Regions from separate parts of the Arabidopsis thaliana genome. Here region 2 is linked to region 1. The links are chromatin contacts, called in public ChIA-PET maps. All regions are on one chromosome and are shown on one strand. Each heading gives the region's core, a stretch centred on a gene start, on an enhancer-like site or on the middle of the called end of the contact. The rest is flanking DNA. Distances are from core to core; before and after follow the strand shown.

What was found. ChIA-PET counts read pairs in DNA pulled down with a chosen protein or histone mark.
Region 2: a contact with region 1 is called in an H3K4me3 ChIA-PET map of shoot, with 11 read pairs. The contact joins the promoter of AT5G44410 here to the promoter of AT5G44320 in region 1. A contact is called at or near these places in 1 of 26 Hi-C or Micro-C datasets (root) and 1 of 2 datasets of contacts at active chromatin or transcription factors (shoot).

The regions. Positions count from the first base shown.
Region 1 is chr5:17,855,109-17,859,467 of TAIR10.1, reverse strand. AT5G44320 (Eukaryotic translation initiation factor 3 subunit 7 (eIF-3)) reads left to right here and starts at 2,728. Exons shown (of 1, transcript NM_123799.3): 1 at 2,728-4,359. The coding sequence starts at 2,801. It overlaps AT5G44330 (Tetratricopeptide repeat (TPR)-like superfamily protein), which reads right to left and starts at 2,143. Exons shown (of 5, transcript NM_123800.1): 1 at 1,952-2,143; 2 at 1,652-1,864; 3 at 1,424-1,572; 4 at 1,280-1,348; 5 at 412-1,198. The coding sequence starts at 2,143. The coding sequence ends at 412. It overlaps TUB4 (tubulin beta chain 4), which reads left to right. Exons shown (of 3, transcript NM_123801.2): 3 at 1-332. The coding sequence ends at 26.
Region 2 is chr5:17,889,877-17,894,393 of TAIR10.1, reverse strand. AT5G44410 (FAD-binding Berberine family protein) reads left to right here and starts at 1,327. Exons shown (of 1, transcript NM_123808.4): 1 at 1,327-3,262. The coding sequence starts at 1,541. The coding sequence ends at 3,148. It also overlaps the pseudogene AT5G44415.

The sequences.
Region 1 (4,359 bases), core at 1,479-3,978:
AGGAAGAAGAGGAGTACGAGACTTAAGATGTTGTCAATGGCTCCCTCGGATTCGTAAGCTGTGTAAGCAAGCAGCATTCACTTTCTTCTTTCCCCTTATCCTGAATTTTTTTCTTCGTAATATCTCTTTTATTGTTTCGTTCATGTGTGTTCGTTTTTGTTATTGAAACCCTATATCGGTTCTGGATTTGTTAAACTTTTGCGTGTATTGCTTATTGTTTTTGTCGGTGAAAAAAATATTGCTTTTGTTCTCTTAAGTTTTGTGTTGCATTTCGCTCGGAGCTTTCATTTCAGGAGATAAAGCCATACACGAAAAATAAATTTCAGTTTCAAGCAACTCTATAACACTGGTCCAAAAATTCATTTCTGCATTTGTTCAATCTATACATCAATTAGTGTAGCAATGTCTAGCCTAAACACTTCTTTGACCAATGTGACGAACCTTTCTTTGATCAATGTGAAGAACCTTTCTTTGACCAATGTCTGTGATCTTAGCGTAAGCTGAAGAAGATTCTGAAGCAATTCTTTCACTTTCTTTTTCGTTATCTTCCTTATCTTTGATCAATTCTGGACACAGCTTCCTTGCTTTGCTTGTCATGCAATCTGCATCACTACTGATGAATTGATGCAGTTCGTCATTAGTAGTCGAGGCTGCTGTTCCTACACTCTTCAAGTTCTTCTGATAATCATTACCGAATCTTAGACTACGAACAGGACCAACTGTCCAGAACCTGAGCTTTCGAGAAGCACCAATTGTCGCATCCCATTTACTCTGATCTACTTCCTCATCTACCCATTTACATTCCCGGGGTTGTGTAGTCAGACCTGGTGAGTTTTGTTCAACCGATTCAGAGGAAGCATGCGAGTTTGTCTTGTGAATATTACCCAGTTCAGTGCTAGTTCCAGCTAGAGCCTTCTTTCCTTTCATCCCACCTGAACATCTCGAAGAGAAGTTATCTGAAAAGCTACTTGTCAGCAAATCTTCTGGTTTATCCGCTACTGTTGCTTGTTCTCTTTCTGCTAACATCTCAGTAGCCCGTTCAAAAGACTTGCAAAACGGTTCATTCTTCCATTGATTCCCTAGAGACTGTTTTACATCCTCAAGCAGAGATTTAGCTTCATGGGTTCTTTCCATACGTATCAAACAGATTGCAAGATTGCACAACTTGTTATTGTCAGGTTCCAAAGACAAAGCATTCCTATCACAGTAAAACCCATTTCACTTGTTAAGGCAATGATAAAACTAACATTCTTAATGGGATTGATGGTGTTTCACAAACCTGTAATACTGCTCTGCAATTCCATAGTTATGAAGCTGTAAGTGAACCCAAGCTAAGTTCCCTAGAATCCTACATATCCAAACACCAAGAAAGTCAGAGAAACTACTCTTTCAGGTATAAAGCGGAGATGGGAGATTGTCTTGCCGTGCTTTCTCTTGCTCGATTGTCTTGTTATTCTGCTCCTCATGGCTTCTTTTCGCTATTTTGATCCTGCCACCATAATGTTTGTCTTGTTCAAGTGTTCTCAGTTTGTGTTCAAGCAGCTCAGCGACCTCTGTAATCCTCCCAGACTTCTGCAAAACCAAAATCCATCAAAATCACATACTGAGCATAGAAATAGCTTCACAATTAGTCATACTGAGAAAGTTTTACCATGTAGAGTTCAAGTAACAAGTTATCAATAGAATCTTGAGATTCAAAAGGGCAGAGATATCGAAAAGACTTGATAGCTTCGATTCCTTCATCGAATCGGTTCAACTGTTTTAAAACAACTACCATGTCCTTCAATGCACTATCAACTCTATCTCCAGCATTAATCGCCGCCCAAAACAACGAGATAGCTCGATTCGGGTCTTTAGAAACCAACTGTTATTGAAAACAATTCCATGTCAAGAACAAACGTTCATACACATAAACCAATACAATTCACTAAAAACCCTATATTGATATTACCTGAGCATGTTTGGCTCTGACGTAAGGAGAATCACCAGTACGAACCCTAAACGATTCTTGATTCTCGATCAAAGGTGATCTTTTCCTCTCCGAAATCGGCATCGCAATGTAAACTCTTCTCGTCGTGTGCCATGACGGTGGTGGAGTCAAGAAACCTCCTCCCTTAGCACCACGGCTCTCACGACGCCGCATAGTGAGAATCTTCTTTTCTCGGGAAAATCTTCTTTACTTCCCCGAGAAAATGTTTCCGATGATCAAATTTTTGGGGTTCTATGGAACGTGTTTGTTAAAGATTAAGAAGCAAAGCGATTCCAAGCCGGAAAAGAGAAGAGACTAATGGAGAAATTTTCCCGAGAAAATTGGAGATTCTTTTTGAATTTTCTCTGAAGAAGAGAAGAGAGTAAAAAAGTCTTTATATAGTTGGACCTTAAGTAACCAATGAAAAACTTAGGGGAAAGAAGTGAGACATGGATATAAAAACAAGGATCTAAATAAAATAAGTTTTGCGACGAGTACAAATTCGTAAACTTTTGAATTGAAGTGCAACGTTCAGTTATTGGTTAACAGATCATGAACCGGTTCTAAGCCGGTTTCTTAATTCCTTAATAAATGTACGGTTGAATATAACCCAAAATTTCGATTGAGAGAATATAGCCCAAACCAAAAGCATTGGTTAGCTTAAACCGACGTCCTTTTGACTGAGTGAGATAATAATGGGCTTAAAAGGGCTAGAGTTTCTTATGACAAGAGAAAAGCCCATTGAGGCCCATTAAGGGCTAGGGTTTTCATTGTTGACAAAATAAAATACAAATTTTTCACTTGCGCACATCTTCTTCGCAAATCTCAACAATGGTGTTTGAAGCATTCGAAGTCGGCACAGTCCCATTCAATTCCGATGGTTGGGGACCACCAGATGCTTCCGACACTTCCTCCACCAGCGTCGCGGCGGCGAATCTCCTCCCAAACGTCCCCTTCGCTTCCTTCTCACGATCCGAAAAACTCGGACGCGTTGCTGATTGGACTCGAGCTCTCTCAAATCCATCAGCTCGTCCTCACACCGGATCCAAATCAGATCCATCAGCGATCTTCGATTTCTCAGCTTTTGCAGTAGATGAAGGATTTGGTCTAACAAACTCAGGTGGAAACGCCGACGAAGACGCCGCTTTCCGATTAGTCGACGGAAAACCACCGCCGCGTCCTAAATTCGGACCTAAATGGAGATTCAATCAATACCATAACCGAAATCAGCTTCCTCAACGTCGTGATGAAGAAGTTGAAGCTAAGAAACGTGAAGCTGAGAAAGATCGAGCTCGTCGTGATCGTCTCTACAATAACAATCGTAACAATATTCATCAGCAACGCCGTGAAGCCGCCGCGTTTAAATCATCAGTTGATATTCAACCGGAATGGAATATGCTTGAGCAGATTCCGTTTTCGACTTTCTCTAAGCTTTCGTTTACAGTTTCTGAACCTGAAGATCTTCTTCTTTGTGGTGGACTTGAGTCTTATGATCGGAGTTTTGATCGTATTACTCCTAAAGCTGATCGTAGACTTGAGCGTTTCAAGAACAGAAGCTTTAAGGTTACTACAAGTGATGATCTTGTGATCAGACGTCTTGCTAAAGAAGATAAAGCTACTGTTTTTGCTACTGATGCTATTCTAGCTGCTCTTATGTGTGCTCCTAGATCGGTTTATTCATGGGATCTTGTGATTCAACGTGTTGGGAATAAGCTTTTCTTTGATAAGAGAGATGGGTCACCGCTTGATTTGTTATCTGTTCATGAGACTTCTCAAGAGCCTTTGCCTGAGGGTAAAGATGATATTAACTCTGCTCATTCTCTAGGTCTGGAGGCTGCTTATATTAATCAGAATTTTGCTCAGCAGGTTTTGGTTAAGAATGGGAAAAGGGAAACTTTTGATGAGCCAATTCCTAATGTTAATGAAGGTGAAGAGAATGCTTCTATTGCTTATAGGTATAGGAGATGGAAGCTTGATGATAGTATGTATCTAGTTGCTAGGTGTGAGTTACAGAGCACTGTTGATTTGAATAACCAGAGATCGTTTTTAACTTTGAATGCTCTTAACGAGTTTGATCCTAAGTACTCTGGTGTTGATTGGAGACAGAAGCTTGAGACTCAGAGAGGTGCGGTTTTAGCTAATGAGTTGAAGAACAATGGTAATAAGTTAGCTAAATGGACTGCGCAGGCTCTCTTGGCTAATGCGGATATGATGAAGATTGGGTTTGTTTCGAGGGTTCATCCTCGTGATCATTTTAACCATGTTATATTATCGGTTTTGGGGTATAAGCCGAAAGATTTCGCTGGGCAGATCAATCTGAACACTAACAATATGTGGGGAATTGTGAAGTCGATTGTTGATCTGTGTATGAAGTTAAGTGAAGGAAAGTA
Region 2 (4,517 bases), core at 78-2,577, 36 kb before region 1:
TCACAAATTTACGACCTAGTTGTACTACTTGTTTTATCTGAAGCACCATTCACAAATCCAATCATTTACCAATGCATGCATAATATCCTAAAACGAGCCTAATCAAAAAAATAACGGTCTTCTATCATACCTTATTTGCTCCATCATCATGTTGAACAACTGCATTCGTTGCCTCTTCTTCTTCTGCACAAGAATCGGCATTTGGGTTTGAAAGATCGTCAATTGATTCCCATGCGACGGCGTTTGAATTACCCAAATCGGCGGCGTCACAATCGCCGGTTGTAGGCTGGATTTCTCCGGCTTCCTCTTCTGTTGTAAGAAGCTCTGCGCCTTCTTCATCTCTTTGGGGAATCTCGGCGGCGGTCTCGTCGACTGATGGAGGAATTTCGCCGGTCGATTCAACCCTAGTTGATTCATATTCTCCAGATGAGTCTTTTACTCTAGCCATTGGAAAATAAATTTGCGGATATGAAAGAGACAAAGACGAACGAAAACGGAGAAGAAAGAAGAATAGAAGAGATTGATTTTTCCGGTGAAAGTGGTATCGTCGGAGACGAAAGAAGACGACGACGGAGAGAAGAGGAAGAAGTCGAGAAGTGAAAAGGGGGAACTTAGGTTTTTACTTAGGTTTTTTCTGTAAATAATACAACTGAGCCGAGTATTTACATTTTTTTTTGGGCCCGAGCCCAACAAATTAAGTTTTCTTGTAGTTTTTGTGGTTTCGCAAGGGTTTTTCGTCCTTTCCTCATTTTTCGATTTAAATAAAAATCAATAATAATATTCCAAACATAAGAATGGCACGAGTGATTATTTATTCTCCAATAGTGGCATAAGAGGTGAGCTTCCAGTCAAGATCGGCCCATAACCATAACGCCCATAACCAAGTCAACACTACCAAAGATGTTGTCATGAATAGATTTATGGTTGATTATGTAGTGTTGTGAATATGCATTACTATTTTCTTTCAAGATGAATTATTAAGGCGTAAGACGAAACTAATTTTACTTTGCCACTTTACTAAAAACATATTTTCAATCGTATATATATATCCTAATAGCACTACAGATTTTGGTCCAAAATAAAATAAAAAAGCACTACAGATTTTCATATAAGCTTTTTGAATGAAATTATAAAATCATCAAATGACACAGACATTTACTACTAAAATATACTATAATCATATCCATTAAACGATAAGAGTGGAGTCTAAGATTTTTATAATCTTTAGAATCAATCTACCAATAACTCTCTTTTTAAGAACAAAACTATAGGCTACTAATCATATACTCATATTATAAAACATGTAATCATATAAAGTGACGTAACCTTATGATAACATTTCAGCTGAATATGAGCCACATAACTGAATCAGATAGGATCGATCATACATCAAAACATAAGAAACAGACACAACACAACATAAGAAACAGACACAACATAAAAAGTATCTAACACATACCCACTTGATATAAACAAAAATAAAATAAAAGTTCTATAGACCCATGCTTTATTGTCTTCTCACCGTCTCTGCATTAAGAAAATGGAGATTTTGAGATTTTTGCTTTCTCTCTTTATATATTTTCTTTTGTTGAATCTTTCTCTTTCACATTTTCCTTCGATTTCAGCTCAAAGGACTAACCATGAAAACTTCCTCAAGTGTCTCTCTCACCGAATCAACGAGGACGACTCAAGAATCATACACACATCAAAAGATCCTTCGTATTTCTCAATCTTGAATTCTTCCATACAAAATCCAAGATTCTTTGTTCTCGAAACACCTAAACCGGTTTCAATCATCACTCCGGTTCAAGCCACCGATGTTCAATCTACGATTAAATGCGCACGGCTTCACGGTATACACATCAGGACTAGGAGTGGTGGTCATGACTACGAAGGTTTATCTTACATGGCTAAAAGCAGACCGTTCGTTGTCATTGATTTGAGAAATCTCCGGTCTATTACATTAGATGTTGATAACCGGACCGGTTGGGTTCAATCCGGAGCTACAATTGGGGAATTGTACTATGAGATTGGAAAATTAAGCAAATCTTTGGCCTTTCCGGCCGGTCTTTATCCAACCGTTGGCATCGGAGGGCAATTCGGAGGTGGTGGGTACGGTACGTTGATGAGAAAATACGGTTTATCGGCGGACAATGTAATTGATGCACATATTGTTGACGCGAATGGAAGCTTTCTTGACCGACAAGGCATGGGTGAAGATTTCTTTTGGGCTATCCGTGGAGGCGGAGGATCAAGCTTCTCTGTTGTCCTGTCATGGAAGATTAGATTGCTTGATGTTCCGTCGGTAGTAACGGTCTTTAAAGTCGTGAAAACATCGGAAAAAGAGGCTGTCTCGATCATCAACAAGTGGCAGTATATTGCGGATAAGGTTCCTAATGATCTTTTCATCAGAGCTATGCTACAGAAGGAAACCGAGGTTTATGCTTCGTTCCCGGGACTTTATCTCGGTCCGGTAAGCGATCTATTAGCATTGATGAAAGATAAGTTTCCGGAATTAGGTCTTGAGATTGGAAATTGTAGAGAAATGAGTTGGATTGAGTCTGTTCTCTGGTTTATAAAAGGAGAATCAATGGAAATTCTTGCGAAACGGAAACGAACGTCAAGATCTTTCAAGGGAAAAGATGATTTCATCGAAGAACCGATACCTAAAACCGCGATTCAGTATCTTTGGAGACGATTCGAGGCGCCCGAGGCTCGGCTTGCAAAGATCATACTCACTCCATTTGGTGGCAAAATGAGTGAAATTGCGGATAACGAAATACCATTCCCACATAGAGAAGGTAATCTTTATGAGATTCAATATTTAGCTTATTGGAGTGAAGAAGAAGATAAGAACAAGACTAATACTGAAAAGTATTTGAGATGGGTCGAGAGTGTATACGAATTTATGACTCCTTATGTTTCAAAATCTCCACGAAGAGCTTATGTTAATTTTAGAGACATTGATTTGGGAATGTATCTTGGGTTGAATATGAAGACAAAGTACGAGGAAGCAAAGGTTTGGGGAGTGAAGTATTTCAAGAACAATTTCGATAGATTGGTGAGAGTTAAAACAAATGTTGATCCAATGGATTTCTTCTGTGATGAACAAAGTATACCAATTATGAAATATGTTAATGATATTTGAAATAGTCAAATTTGTTTCCCTTGCACATGTAACGGGCCTTCATCTCTTTGAATTTTTCCTTGGGTTGGTAAATTTAGAGTCGAATAAAACTAACCGAACCAAAAGCAAACCGGAATGTTTTGTACACCGGTTTGTTCTGAATATTCAAATTAGATATGACAATTCTTGTTTGGACACATGTCTAGTCTAAATCTGGTCCAATATTATAACGGTTATAAAGTGAAATAATTGGAAATAATTAGCATGTCCCATACTCCCACTAGAATGTCACACAACACGATTGTTGAGATGATTAATTTGCTATATGCCTGATCTTGTAGCTCATCTGTTTTAAGGGCTTAGATGTCAATTCTTGTTTGGACATGTCTAGTAACTATGATTTTTAAAATAAATTTATATAAGTCTATAATTAAATTATATAATTTCATTTAGGAACATAATAATATATTACAATTAAAGGAATACTTTAGAAATAAAAAAAATTGGAGCAACAATACTATTTATTTCTCTATTTTTTGAAGCAAAATATAAAACACCATAGTAAATGGTTTTATATCAAATATAGAGTTTAGAGCAAACTTTGAAGCATTATCGGAAATGTTTTTAGTGCTAAACAATCTAAACGGCGACACTAGGTGATCCAAACATCCGATTATCACCTAATAATCTGTGAAAGTAAAGATGCTCAGAGGCTATATATGAAGAAGATAAGTTTCATTTCTCTTATTTGTTTTCCTTAAGGTTTGAGGTTACATCATGTTTTCCTTTTACAGGAGTTACATTGTCAGTGACACTAGGGTTTATTCTGACACATGTCAGGTCTTTATTGATTCTAAACAGTCAAAACGGTTTTGTAAAACCACTCCATCTTTGCCAGCACAGCTCGTGGTTTTGGTCACTTGATCCAATCCTGATTTACTTTTGGTTTTGTCTTCTTTTGTAGGTGGAGATGATCGTTGGAACTGTGAACTGTTTTGGGTCTGCGCTTGGATCTTCTGCTTGTTGGGCTTGATCTGTGTTGGATTCTCAATTTGGCCCAATCGCTAAACCTTCTTGAGGATGTCGTTTGGTAAGCTTGTCTATACAGCTTCCTCTTCTTCATGTCCGATCACAGCTGTGGTTTGATTCTTCTCTTCTCTAATCCGAGCCGTTATCTCAATGTAAGCTGCCTTCTCACTAATAATCTGAACAACACTAAATATTATTTCAGCTTATGAAAAAAGACATAAAGTAACATCAATGGAAATAATTGACATGTCCCACACAGACACACATTTGACAGTCCCATCAATATATATGCTGACGACAAAAAGTAAAATGACCCACCTGAATTTTCAAAGTAATTCTTCAAATAATTGACATGTCTAAT